3 separate regions of the Mus musculus genome follow, and all the other regions are linked to region 2. A link is a contact called in public promoter capture Hi-C data. All regions are on one chromosome and are shown on one strand. Each heading gives the region's core, a stretch centred on a gene start, on an enhancer-like site or on the middle of the called end of the contact. The rest is flanking DNA. Distances are from core to core; before and after follow the strand shown. Region 1 holds the start of Krtap4-1 (keratin associated protein 4-1). Region 2 holds the start of Krtap31-2 (keratin associated protein 31-2). Region 3 holds the start of Krt20 (keratin 20).

Region 1 (4,701 bases), core at 980-3,479, 310 kb before region 2:
TGAAATAGATGTGCATCCACACGTGGCTACTATGACCTAATTTTTAAACTCCTCAAAAAGAGAAAAGGAGCTTAAGAATTCCAGTCTTGAAGGTATGTTTCTGATAAAATATTAAGAATGGAAATGCTTGAGGTACAAAGACTCCAAAAGACCACGTTCTGAAACATTCCACACTATCCAGATGAGTCACAGGCCCTTGAAAACACAACAAAATACGCATTTCTTCAGAGTGCAATTCCATGAGTAATACAAGTCACTTTGTGATTATAAATTTTCACATGCTGATTCTTTAATTGAAATAAGTTGAGGACATTGTTTTATATTAGTCTATTAATTAATTGAGACATGGCCTTGCCATCTAGCGCTGCCTGGCCTAATACTTATTACGTAGCTTGGTTACCTTCAACTTAAGATTCTTCTGCCTCAGCTTTTCTGAATAATGGAGTTAAAGGCATTCAGTACCACACCTGGTTCATTGCATTTTTAAAAGATTTTTTTTTTATTTCACTGGCATGTACTTTTTTTCCCTCAGAAATTTGCTTTTATGTTCTACAAAATTGATTTGATTGGGATTAAAGGTGTCATATACTAAAGGCATAAGTATTTTAATTAAGAACAAAGATGTGAGTTAAAATTTTCCCAATATAGACACATGTATACAAATACACATTTCGTGGGTTTATATCACATAGCATTTATCTTTTAAATGATTTATATATAGTTAAATTTCTACTGTATTTATATAAAATGTAAATCTTCAATTTTGTGAAGATTTATCTTAGTTTTAATTTTATGTTTCCATGTATATAACTGTCCACTGAGGACAGAGGCATCAGATCCTCTGGAGATAGAGTTATAAGTAGTTGTGAACCATCCAGTGTGTGTGCTGGGAACCAAACTCGGATCCTCTGGAAGAGAGCAGTAAAGTTATTTCTCCAGTCCCCTCAATTATGTTTTAAAGATTAATTTTTATTTTAAGGGATATGTACGTGTGTGTGTATCTGTGTATATGTGTGGAGGAGTTGCATGTGCACATGAGTGCAGTTGCCCATGGAGGCCAAAGGAGGGTAGCCAGTCCCCTGAGCCCGGGGCTGCGGTGAGTTTAAATAAGCTCAGATCCTTTGCAAAGAGCAGTGGCTGCTCATAACCAGCCAGTCCGAAGTCCTCGATGATTGAGTGCAATGGTTATGGAAGACACAGACAGTACCAATGAATTCTTATATGTAAGAAAGTTTATTAGAAAGAATAGAAACAACAGAATAAAAGAAATTCATTTTAGGGGAAAACATACAGAATAGACCCAGCCCCTCAGGTCTGGGGTTGTAAAGTCAATGCTAAGACAAAGGCTGTAGAAAGTGTCTTATTTACTGGGAAGAATAATTTAGAGCTACAAAGTCAATCCATTTGGAGAACTAGGATGAATTCTTAGCTCACAACTTAGAGATTAATTTCAGCACAGTGCAAACATTAGAAAGACATGGTAGCAAACAAGAGAATGTAATGTGAGCCAGGAGGTGTTGACTGATTCTGCGGAAGATGGTGGCTCACAAGAATTGTGTGGTCCATCCTGCTAAATGATGCCAAACAGATTCCACGTGTCCTACGGGTTCACATGCAAGAATGGTACATATCTGTACGTGGAGATGTGCCTAGATTAGGGATCTCAGCAGCAGCAGGGTGTGGCACAGCACATGGGGCGGGGGCAGGTGGAGATGACACAGGTGGGGCGGTAGCAAGTGGTTTGGCAGCAGACCTGACCACAGACTGGTCTCAGACAGCAACAGGGGCGGCAACAGGGGCGGCAGCAGGGACGGCAGCAGGGGCGGCAGCAGGGGCTGCAGCAAGGGCTGCAGCAGGGGCGGCAGCAGGGGCGGCAGCAGCTAGAACCACAGCAGCTGGAGCTACCACAGGAAGGTCGACAGCAGCTGGAAATGCAGCAACTGGGGCGGCAGCAGGTGGGCTGGCAGCACACAGACTGGCAGCACTGGGGCCTGCAGCAACTGGGTCTGCAGCAGCTAGACACACAGCAGCTGGGCCTGCAGCAGCTGGACACACAGCAGCTGGGGCGGCAGCAGGTGGTCCTACAGCAGGTGGTCTGGCAGCAGCTGGGCTGGCAGCAGCCTTGGCCACAGCTCTCCTCAGAGCAGACAGAGCCACAACAAGAGTTGACCATTGTGTCAGAGGTGGAGATTCTGGGTGGGTTTCTGAGAGAGTGAAGATGTTGGGTTTGGAAGTCTCCTTGCCCCACGCCCCCTTTTATACCTCGCTGAACACCTCATATGACTACATCATTATTTCCTTGTTAGTATTTTCCTTCTTGGAAAAGTTAATTATTTAATTACATAATTGTAATGTTTCTAGTTAAATACTCCAAAAGAAAGAAAACATGACATTTCTTTTTCCTGATGGCTCCTGTGTTTGCAACTGAAACACTGTTCGCATTTTTTTCCATAGTGGGTCACCTGTTGCTACAAGTAACTTGTCACAGGACTCTCTGGCATTTTGTTTTTTAAACGTGGCATTCCCTTCCATCCGTACATTCCTTGAAAATCATAGAAATGCTCTTCCACAAATTCCAGTATGCCTTTTGCTATCAAGGAGTGTTCCTCCCAGGTGAGATTAGAAGGAGTTAGAAGGAAAGGCCATTTAGAAGGAGACTGTCCATCTTTCATGAGAATGATGGTGATTTTGTGTGTCCATTAGAGGATCTGGGAAATGTGCAGACCTGAGAACATTCTAAATTATCAGATCTCATTCCAGTCTCTTAAGTCGAAGAGCTTGGCAGTGGTGCAACTACCTAGAAATAATAGAAACTCAGTTTTTTTGTATGTCTTTCTGAAGAACGATTAAGAGTGGGGAAATTTTATTCATCTTTTAATCATGAAACTGCACAGTAGATTTTTTTTTGCTCACCAAGACATTAAAAAATGTACAGAGTAGGTACTATATTTTATTAGCATTTTATCACGTTTCTCTACCTATCCACCTGTTTATTTATTGTGTGTGGGTACACGCGCCATGTGGGACCTGGGGCCGGAATTCAGGTCACCAGGCTTGACAGCACATGCCTTTACCTGCTGAGTCTCTGAGTCTCATTACTGGTCTGAAATATACACATTCATACACGCACACACACACACACACACACACACACACACACACACACATACATGCATATATACATATATATACATATATGCATATGTATGTGCATGTGCATATACATGTACATATTTTATATAATATTTATACATTTATAAATATATATTATGTAGACTTATCAGGTCTATATGTTGCCAAGTCTGATGATCTGAATTCCAACTCTGGAATCCACATGATGCATGTACCCACACTCACACACATAATAAATAAATAAATAAATAATAAATAGATGAATAAATAAATAGAAAGATAGATAGATAGATAGATAGATAGATAAGTAGGTAGGTAGATAAATGTGACAAAATGTTACTAAAGTATAGAACCTACTCTGTACGTTTTTTGAATGACTTGGTGAGTGAAAAACTTACTGTTCAGTTTCACGATTTAAAGATAAATAAAATTTCCCAACACTTAATCCTTCTCCAGAAAGACATACAGAAATATTTTATATAATATATAATATAAAATACAATATTATATTTTATTAATATATAATATATTTCCATATAATATTATTAATAATATATTTTATATCATAAGGCTGTAATGCATACCAAAGGATCTTAAATGAGATAAGCAATGACTCATAAAGGGGAATTTACTTTTGGTCAGAGACTGTTGTGGTGTATGTGTGTGTGTGTGTGTGTGTGTGTGTGTGTGTGTGTGTGAGAGAGAGAGAGAGAGAGAGAGAGAGAGAGAGAGAGAGAGAGAGAGAGAGAGAAAGACTTTGGCAATATATATGAAAGAGTTTTTGCTGACTGTTCTTAGCACAGAACAAGTAGCCCTTACTCCTTTCTGTGAGTGGTTGGATAGGACACAGGCAGAGGGAAGCATTTGGCACAAGATTAAGACTTAATCTTAATGCAATGACTTAAATGAAGCAACTAAAATCAAAATATGCAGTATATGAATGTGTCCCATGTACTCTTGGTGGGAGTGTAGTTTGTAAAATGTCCCTACATATTAGACACTGTGTGGGTTGTGTCTAGGGGGAATAAATTGTAAAGTGTCACCATGAATCAAACATTGTGTGATTATATTTTTTCTGTTTTTAACAGTTCTATGAAGTCTACTCATTCTTCTTTTGATAGAGGAGCTTAAAGAAGCACAGAGAGGCTAAAATCAAAACATCTGCCCAAGAGGAAACACAACGTGAGCTGAACCTGCCTCTGAGTAGCAGAAGGAGAATGAAGAATTAAGCTTGGAGCCTTTGCTGGAGGTGTTTTATCTTCTTGGAATGCTGCTCAGCCATCAAGGCTCAACAGAGATGTTCTTTCCTGCGTGGTGTCTGTCCTGCTAAATGGCCCTCTCACATGTCATGACCCTCCTTGTCAAGTGGTTTGTGGAATGGATGGAGGCATAGGAGCAGGGCATTGTATAGACTGAAGAAAAGACATGAAGTAGTTCAAAGGTGACTGTTTATTTATCTAATCCATAGCCAGATATTCATACTGCTTATGAGGCGTTTATAGTGCTGTCACCACATAAAGGCTATGTGCAGGAAGCTGCAGAAAACTTGATTTGCAGGGGAAGACTCGT
Region 2 (4,281 bases), core at 49-2,548:
CCAAATTATTTTCTACGAAAAAGTTTCAGCCAATGAGCTGTGTCAAATTCATCCAGCTGAAAAGTACACAGGAATCAGAGCAAGCAAACTTGGGGTCAGGATGGTGAAGATTGTCACAATCATCCTATGAACAAAGACAGAATGATTTTGATTGGCATTGAGGTTAAACATGATGCCCAGGACTGGACGACAAACAGACCCTGGATGGTAGTAGGAACAGCCTTTGGGGGTGAGTGACATGAAATGATTTGTAGGAACTGGGTTGGTTTCCATTTCTTTAATACTGGTATGGCTGTGTTTGCTCTTTATTCTCTCAAATGAGAAATTAATAATTTACATTTATTAGTATGAGTAGTAGAAAAGGAAGGGGGCATATCTTGGTCCTCACAGGTGAAATGGGTAATAAATTAGGTACATGATTCCTTCATGGAATAGAAAGAAAAGAAATGGAAACTGAAGGAGAAAGGCCGGACAGAGAGATAGGGTTAGAAGTAAAAGAGAATCATGGGAAAGATCACCAGTCTAAGATCCTTGATGCTGCAGACAGCCCCTGTGCACTGGAGTCATCTTGCCCACTCCAGTTTGTCTGGCTCTAAAGCTAAAAGTACATCTACCCCAGGAGCTGCCCCAGTCAGAGTCAAGACTCATGCTCACCCACACATCCCCTGATGTCTGCTTATTCCTAAGTGCTGGGTGTTTGTTTGTTTGTTCCTTCGTTTGCTTGTTTTCATTCCTCCAGTATTGGTTTACTATGCTTACTCTGCTATGAAACACATTGTTCCAGAAACCCTAGCTCACAGCACCCTTACTATGCCTCAGATACACAGTGAGAGGAATTTACACAGAGATTGACAGCTAAGACAGTTTGGAATTGGACATTGCGGGCAAAAAGACAGGGAAATAGGTGTGGAGTCCATGATTGTGAATACACCACACTCATATGCAGAGACATTTATACTTCTAAGTAGGGATATGGGGAGAAGGTTGCAAGAATACAGTAATCTTGATATTGCCATACAGTCAGGAGCTAACGAAGGCCCAGATGACCATCAGAGTTATAACAAAACTGGTGGGATGAATCCCTGATTTGTTGGAAAAACTTCAAGTAAGTCTTCAAGTAAGTTATCACCAGATAAGTAATGAATGCTTGCAAATGATTCAGAGCATTGGGTAAGGAATTCTTCCTTGATGAACACAAATTAAATATGGAAAATAATAAACAAGAAAGAAACCTCCTTCTGATTGGTCCAAACCTTGGAGGCCTGTTGTATAAAAGGCCCTGACTGGAAGAACTTGCTACATTGTGTAAAACTCACCTGGGAATAGACTATCACCCTCCTCTCCTGACACCATGACCCACACCTGTCAGCCATGCTGCTGCAAGACCACCTCCTGCAGGACCTCCAGCAGCTCTGAATCCAGCTCTGAATCCAGCTGCCCTGTGTTCATCTGCTGCGCCCCAAGTTGGTGCAGCACACCCTGTTGTTGCAAGTCTATCTGCTGCCACAGCACCAAGACTGTCAACAGCTGTTCCCAGCTGTGCTGTCCACCAACCTGCTGTGACCCTGCCTCCTGTGACAGCAACTGCTGCAAGCCAACCTGTGTGACCATCTGCTGCAGCACACCTTGCTGCCAGCCCAGCTGCTGCGTGCCCACCTGCTGCCAGCCTAGCCTCTTCCAGCTCTGCTGCCAACCAACTTGCTGTGAAACCAGCTGCTGCAAGACCATCTCCTTTAAACCCTCCTGTGTGATCATTGGCTGCAGCACACCCTGCTGCCAGCCCTGCTGTGTGTGCCCATCTCCCACTGATGACCAGCTCCCAAAGGAACAAAGCCATGCTCCTGCGAGAGCTGGCATGCCCTGTGTGCACGAAGCCACCTCTTAACCTTTGCTGGCCAACTTCATGTTCTCACCAGGGGACCTGACAAATGGAGTCTTTCTTAAGAGATGAAATGCTTTGAGAAAGGATGGAGTCCCTCACCCTCAGCCTCTCATCTCCTGAGACTGTGGATGGTCTTCCTGGATGGCTGATATGAAGGTCTGGCATCAGTTAAAGTTCTGGGCCAGGATCTTTACATCTTTCATCAAATAACTTCCTAAAATGTAACTTTATTTAACCTGTATTTTCTTCTGGGTTACCCCCAATTTTTGTGTACTCTTTTTCTTCTTTCTGCTCACTTCCGATTTGTATCACTAGAAACAAGTAATTCAAATAAACTCTCTGCTGCCATTCATTCCATATTGTCTGTCATTATATTTTGATAAGTCACTTCATGTCAAATCTACTTAATCAAAAGATGTTTAAATACTCAACGAGGCTCCCTTGTATCAGTGACACTCAGCATGCTGTTCAACATCAGATCCATGAAAGGTTTTTATCTGGCACAAATGAAATCTAATACCAACTGATTGCTATCTTCATAGTTCCTCCAACCTCTGCTCCCATAAACCAATGGTCTGTTCCCTTCTTTTCTGTCTGGCTTTTATACACATCATTTAAGCGGATCACATAGCTGACCCATCCAGCAGGTCCAGTTATTCGAGAGTCTCGAGGGGACCTTCTCCTAAGAACCAAATTGGGGGATAGAGAGAGACGAGAACCTTGTGCGAATAATGACACAGAAACGTTCTGAGTTTGCATCAAGGTTCCAATGTATTAGCCAGGCCCAAGGTTTAAATGCACAAGCAAAAGGGGAAGTACCTTTCAGCAGGAAGGATGGGGCAGTAGAATTGCACAAGCAAGAGGGGAAGTACAGGTACTTATCAGCGGGAGGGGTGGGGCAATAGAATTGCACATTCTTTAGGCAGTTACACGGGGAAGCAGGAACTTGGCGGTATCAGAGTGTGGTCAGGACATCCGCGATGACTTAGGGCTGGAACATTCTGTGGTTGTTCTCAGAACAGTGTGTTGTGGCCCGCTTTTGACCCCCTTGTCTTCTCGAAGGGAGAGGCCCAATTCAGAGATCAGGACAATTGTGTTGTCTTAATGGCTCCCAACACATAACAATGGCCTCCTATCATATTTTCTTTGTCTATTTACTTGTTAATGGACATCTCAGTTTCCACACATTTTATCTATTGTTCATGGGACTGGCATAAATGTGCAAGTGTCAATAACCCTTTAATATTCTAACTGTACTGATTGTTAGCAAATGGCTGCGGATGAGATTATCACATTGAGTGGCATAAATCAAACACAGAATGACAAATTATCAGCCAAGCTCTCTCATTTGTAAGCTCAAGATTTTATAAAGAAACTTCAAATCCTACGGGTTGTCTGTGAGAAAGAGGGATAACTAGTTGGGGCATGGGGAGGGGGGATGGAAGACTAAATATCTTCAAAATACATTAGTACATGATAGATTTAAAAGGACTTTATAGAGTCCTTCACTACATTCAATAAACAGCCAGAAGTAAAATTTTAAATTTAAATTTAAAAAGGTTCTGATTTCAGTTAACTTAACTGAGATATAGCTACTGAGTCACAAATTACTTTTATATTTATTTATTTGTTTGTGTGCTTGCTTGCTTTCTCGCTTGTTGCAGAATCTTTGTCATGTTCTGCACCCCTACCACTCTGCTTCATGTCCTACTGCTGGGTAAGGGACCCAGTTTCTGGGACTAGAGAGATGGATCAGTGGTTAAGAGCATACCTTGCTGATAAAGAAAACCTACATTCAGTTCCCAGCATCCACACAGCAGCTACAACCACCTGTAATTTTAGGTCCAGACTACCTAATACCCTCTTCTGACATCCCTGGGCACCAGCCATGCATGTAGTATACATACATGCAGGCAGGCAAGACACTCATATACATAAAATATAATAAATGAATCTTTTAAAATTTTTCAGAAGTTTAAAGAGTCCTAATCTCCACATAGTTGTCAATACTTTCTTAATCTCTTCTTTTTCTGATACTAGGCAGACAACATTCTAATCCAGCAATCGTTATCCAGCTAAATAATATTTCAGTGTTTGGCTTATCTCATGCTATCAGGGCAAAACAAAGGAGTCAACCAAGGAACAGTGTCCCTCCACTGTGCTGCCCTGAGTGAGGCACTAAGACCGTGTAACTCCATCCTCCCTCTGGATCTGTTATCTGTAGAGAAATGGCATTCCTTCCCACTAACCACACCAGGGCCTGCTCTCCTAAGAACAGAGCTGTGGATCTGATGATAATCTGGAAGCATCATTTTTTTTTTTTTTTTGGCTATATTTAGTTAGCAAGAGCACACCTCCAACTTCTCTCCAGTGAGTTTAGCTGACAAGTCCTTAAACAG
Region 3 (4,796 bases), core at 1,809-4,308, 500 kb before region 2:
CCCCACCAACACATACACATATGTATACACACCAACACACACATACACACACACACACATACCAACTATACACAAATGCATACAAACCAACATATACACACCAACACACACAAATGCATACAAGCCAACATACACACATAAACACACCAACACATACAAATGAATACACAACAACACACACAACTCCCAACACATACAAATGCACACACACCAACACACACACACACACACACACACACACACACACACACACACACCAATACATACAAATGCATACAAACAACACACACACACACACACCCCCAAGACATATTTTTACCGTGGTTTAGAGAACCTACTTCAATCTGAAGTCCTCTGCAGCCAGCTTAGCATTGTCAATTCGCAGGACGCACTGGGCATTTTGTACTTGAGCATCCTTAACCTGGGAAATGTGAGAGGAAGGAAGAATGACATTTTTCCCTGGGCAGGCAGGAGTGTAAGATCATTTTATTGGTCCTCAGAGACAACTGTGATTAAATCACAAGTGATGCCCATTTCGCAAATGACCATGGAAGAGCAGTGACAGAGGTATTCATGTCATGATTTGGCCTAGTTCCTTCCTGATTGTACAAAATGAGAGCTGAAGCCACCCACATCACTGGGCCTCTGTGAGCGCCTTGTCTGTGGCGCTGCTCACACTGGAACATTGCTGTTATCCCTTCTCACTTGGTGAGCTCCAGCTTCCTCACCTCTCAGCTCAGACAACACTTTCAAGGCCCCTCCATGATATCTTCCAGTTATAGCAGCGAATGCGCCGCCGTGGCTGTTGCCCTGCACAGCATCCCTGCATCTACCTCTCTGAGTGATGGTTTCTGTGGTCTGTGCCTGTTTCCACTTAAAGCACTTGCTATCTGTAGGAGTTAGGCGCAGGACAGAAGGATGGATACATCCTGGATCTGTGTGCATCTCTCTCTGTGTGTACATGTTTATATGCACAGGTGTATGTATGTGGAGGTCAGAGGACAATCTTACATGCCATTCCTTAAGTGCTACCTTTGTGTGTGTGTGTGTGTGTGTGTGTGTGTGTGTGTGTGTGTGTGTATGGCAGGGTCTCTCATTGTCTTGGAACTCACCAAGTTGGCCAGGCTGGCTGACCAGCAAGTCCCAGGAATCTGCTTGTTTTCCCAATGCTGGGAGTACAAGCACACACAGTCATTCTACAGCTTTGCTTTGTAACCTGGGGACTGAAGTCAGGTTCTCATGTTTCAAGGCAAACACCGTATTAAGAAGTAGATTAGAAGTCTACTTCTAGAAGATTTTAGACATATCCCTTTCAGCGGCTATTCCTGGAGAGAGGTCCCTAACCACTGGTCACTAATGGCTGTGCCTAAGTACTATGGGTAATCCCCAAGTCAATTCAAAAGCGTCAACCATGAGAGAAGTGCTTAATTTGAATTTTGTGTTGTATCGAGAAGCCTGAAGGACCGTCCTGTTGATGAGAAGGGCAATGTAAGCACCACACAGCTTCATGGGCTATGAAGTCTGAATTAAGCTGCATTGATGCCTGTAATTCAAACAGAACTCAAGACAAGAGGCCTGTGGTTAAGACAAAGGTCTTTGCTCTAAAGGCCTTTGCAATCATTTCGAGATTTAAACAAAACCCAAGGGGAGGCTTTTCCTGATGAGATAAGAACCCCGGGGCTGGGCAAATGGTGTGTGCCGATGCTTGAGGTCCTCAGTCAGGAGCGAAGTCTCCCACTTTTATTCCATTGGCTTTATAGAAAGGGGAACCCCACCTACCATGGATGACACAGGAACAGATTGTGATATGACTGTAATAAACTTAAATTGGGGGCAATAGAACATTTTATTATCACAGAGGTGCATTATAAAATGCTTGGTGATAGTGAGGAGATAATTAAATAAGACACTAAAAAATCCAGGTATCAGAACCGTGTATGGTGGCACAGTTCTTTAACCCCAGTGCTGAGGCAGTGGAGGCAGGAGGATGGTGAGGTCCAGACTAGCCTGGGATACACAGATCTTGTATCAAAGAGCAGTTCATCCATCCATCCATCCATCCATCCATCCATCCATCCATCCCCTATCACACAACTATTTATCAATCAGTATACATATCATTAATATCTGTAATCTGTATCCACCCTGAACCCTTTTGTTATTTATACCCATAGTAGGTTAATATATTTGTTATAACATTCATATAATGAAAGATGAAAAATCTCTTTAAATCAACTTGAGTCTTCAAAGTTAGTAAAGACTACTGGCAAACTCACATATAGAAACCATTGGAGGTCTTTGAAAAATAAGATTATCCACAATGAAGACCTTATATTGTAAGCCATAACAAAGATTTGAACTGCAATTTTGGATGATAAAATGATCATATTTTATATATAATTAGTTGAAGTTTTAGAAAAAATGTGAGTTAGACTCATCCTGTTTACAGATACCACATGATAAAATACATTTTTTTTTCAATTATACATTTCAACCTAATCTGCTTCATGTGTTCGAATTCACCTAGCATACATCTCTCAATCCATTAGGCAACTAAACAGTGAGGTAGAAATTACAGGCTTCATGGCTCACCTGATTTTGCAGCTCTTTAATCTGTGCGTAGTAGGAGCTATAGTCTCGGATGGTGCTCGGCGCGTTGGTTTCGTACCACTGCTTGATCTGGGCTTCAAGTCTGGAATTGGATTGCTCCAGGGAGCGCACTTTTTCTAGGTAGTTTGCCAATCTGTCGTTCAGGTTCTGCATTGCCAGTTTCCCATTGCCCCCAAACAGGTCCGATCCGTTGGAGAGATCACCCCCGTAGCTCATTACGGCTTTGGAGACAGAGATGCGAGTGCCATGGCCTCCAGCCCCACCATAGACGCTGGGTGCAGCCCCCAGACGCTGCACAGTCCCCTTCCTATACAGCGAGCCACTCATGCTGAGTGCTGGGCCTTGTGAGGAGGAACTCAGACTTCGGTGAAAACTTTGACGACTGAAATCCATCTGGGATGTAGGGAGGCAACGCCTGTAGCCTGGACTTGGAGCACAGCCTGTCTGTCTCGGGCTGCTGTGGAGATGACCTTTTATAGAGTTCAAGAGACTCCTCCTCTGCTGCCGTGTCACCTCAGGAATGACACAGTCCACCTTCCTGTCTCCCCTTCCCCCTCTTTTGTACGGCAATACGTTTCATTCCATTCCAGAAATTTCTACCAGAGGCACTTTTTAAAGGCTTTCCTGTGGGGGTGGTGGGAGTGGAGGTTTCTTTTTAATAAACAGAGATAACAAAAAGGACGAGGAAGGGGTGTCCTTTCAGGTCTTGCACCTGCCCTGGCAGGTTTTTTTTTTTTCATCCTGTATACAAATAAAGAATATTTACAATCTATATGAATAATTCAGGCATCGAACAAGACAGCTGTGGGAACATAATATAAGTCACACTGGTGAGAAAAGACAATGGCTTGTTCAAATGATTTTCTTTTAAAAAATGTTTTATGCTTCTTTAAATTTTTTTTTTACTTTTAAGTTTATCCTTGTTTAGAATTTATATTTACAGTCTATTGAAATGTCTTGAGTGAAGCTGGGTGTGTGGGTGTGCACCTGAGATTCTAGCACCCGGGAGTCAGAGGTGGGGGGGATCAGGACTAGTTTGAGGCCAGCCTGGTTGAAGTAAGGTGTTCCAGTCTAGCCCAGTGTTGTGTAACAAGACACTGTCTCAAAGTGCAGCTCCCCCCACCCCCGTTTAAGAATTGAATACGGTCAGTAGGTGAATATGTAAATGATTATCGGTGGGCGGTGGGTCAGTTGATTTTGGAGTTTTTTAAAAAAAGATATTTTAAATAGCATTTTTGGATAATTTCATCCATGCACATGTAGCGTATCTTGATAAACTCCTCTCCCACTCGCCTCTCCAGCTGCCTCCGAAGCGCCTAACACAACCCCACCCAAACTTCATACCTCTTTTTATCTTTTTCTTTTTAAAAATAACCAACTGGATCTAATTAGTGCTGCCTGTATGCTTGTGGGTGTGCGGCCTTGGACTGGGTGTGTGAGCAGCCTGTCAGAGGTCATAGATCCTCTGCCTGGCTCCCAGCAGCCTGCAACTGCCAGGAACATCTAGGTTAGCAAGGGGACCTTATTTAAAAAAAAAAACAAAAACAAAAACAAACTTGTTATAAGAATCTTGCAAATATTTTTAAATCTAGTGCTTCTTAAAAAAGAAACAGCAACATTAAATTACTGCGAAACTCCTGCTTTTAATAACTGGCATATTGCATATATTGCATACTGCTTCCTCTGTCTGAGGCCAGCTAGACACCACCAGGGGATTCTTTTTGCTTCTATCTTCCTAACGCTGGCTGTAGGAGCTGCCTCTTAGGACCCCTGATGGATCCCAGTTTCACTGTGTAGATTCCTACGCTCACAGCAAAGTGGCTCCCCGAGAGTGGAAAGAAGGTTGCAGGTGGCTACAGGACTCACATCTAACTTCCCAGAAGCTGCTGATATAAGAGGGCAATTACTCTGTGCCCCGGCCACTCGGTCTATTGATTTGTTTGAGTAGAAACATTCCTTCTAGAGGTGGAATCTGTTTCTATGCAGGAGACTTTGTTGCTTCCTCCAGGCACACGTGTGGGCCCCATCTCACCAGCGGGGACTGATGCTAAGCTCTCCCTAAGGGTGGAGCAAAGAACTTCTGCATACATCTCCTTTCATTCAGACTTCTGACTGAAAATGTGTGCACGCACGCACGCGCACACACTCACTCACAAATTCACAATCCGCTTATGTTTCTTTTCCAA

Evidence for each region. Promoter capture Hi-C pulls out the DNA fragments that hold promoters and counts their contacts.
Region 1: a promoter capture Hi-C map of embryonic stem cells shows a contact between it and region 2, with 2.2 times the contacts expected there. The contact joins the promoter of Krtap4-1 here to the promoter of Krtap31-2 in region 2. A contact is called at or near these places in 5 of 39 promoter capture datasets (the HPC-7 cell line, cranial neural crest, embryonic stem cells and 1 more) and 2 of 9 other capture datasets (adipose tissue and macrophages).
Region 3: a contact with region 2 is called in a promoter capture Hi-C map of embryonic stem cells, with 5 times the contacts expected there. The contact joins the promoter of Krt20 here to the promoter of Krtap31-2 in region 2. A contact is called at or near these places in 10 of 39 promoter capture datasets (the C10 cell line, the HPC-7 cell line, cranial neural crest and 5 more), 1 of 115 datasets of contacts at active chromatin or transcription factors (pancreatic cancer cells) and 2 of 9 other capture datasets (embryonic stem cells and macrophages).

Annotation. Positions count from the first base shown.
Region 1 is chr11:99,626,010-99,630,710 of GRCm38.p6, forward strand. It overlaps Krtap4-1 (keratin associated protein 4-1), which reads right to left and starts at 2,230. Exons shown (of 1, transcript NM_001048196.1): 1 at 1,220-2,230. The coding sequence starts at 2,173. The coding sequence ends at 1,664. Gm32730 (a long non-coding RNA gene) reads left to right here. Exons shown (of 5, transcript XR_880207.2): 5 at 4,221-4,701.
Region 2 is chr11:99,934,993-99,939,273 of GRCm38.p6, forward strand. It overlaps Krtap31-2 (keratin associated protein 31-2), which reads left to right and starts at 1,299. Exons shown (of 1, transcript NM_001025244.3): 1 at 1,299-2,233. The coding sequence starts at 1,352. The coding sequence ends at 1,885.
Region 3 is chr11:99,435,095-99,439,890 of GRCm38.p6, forward strand. It overlaps Krt20 (keratin 20), which reads right to left and starts at 3,059. Exons shown (of 8, transcript NM_023256.2): 1 at 2,593-3,059; 2 at 339-421. The coding sequence starts at 3,003.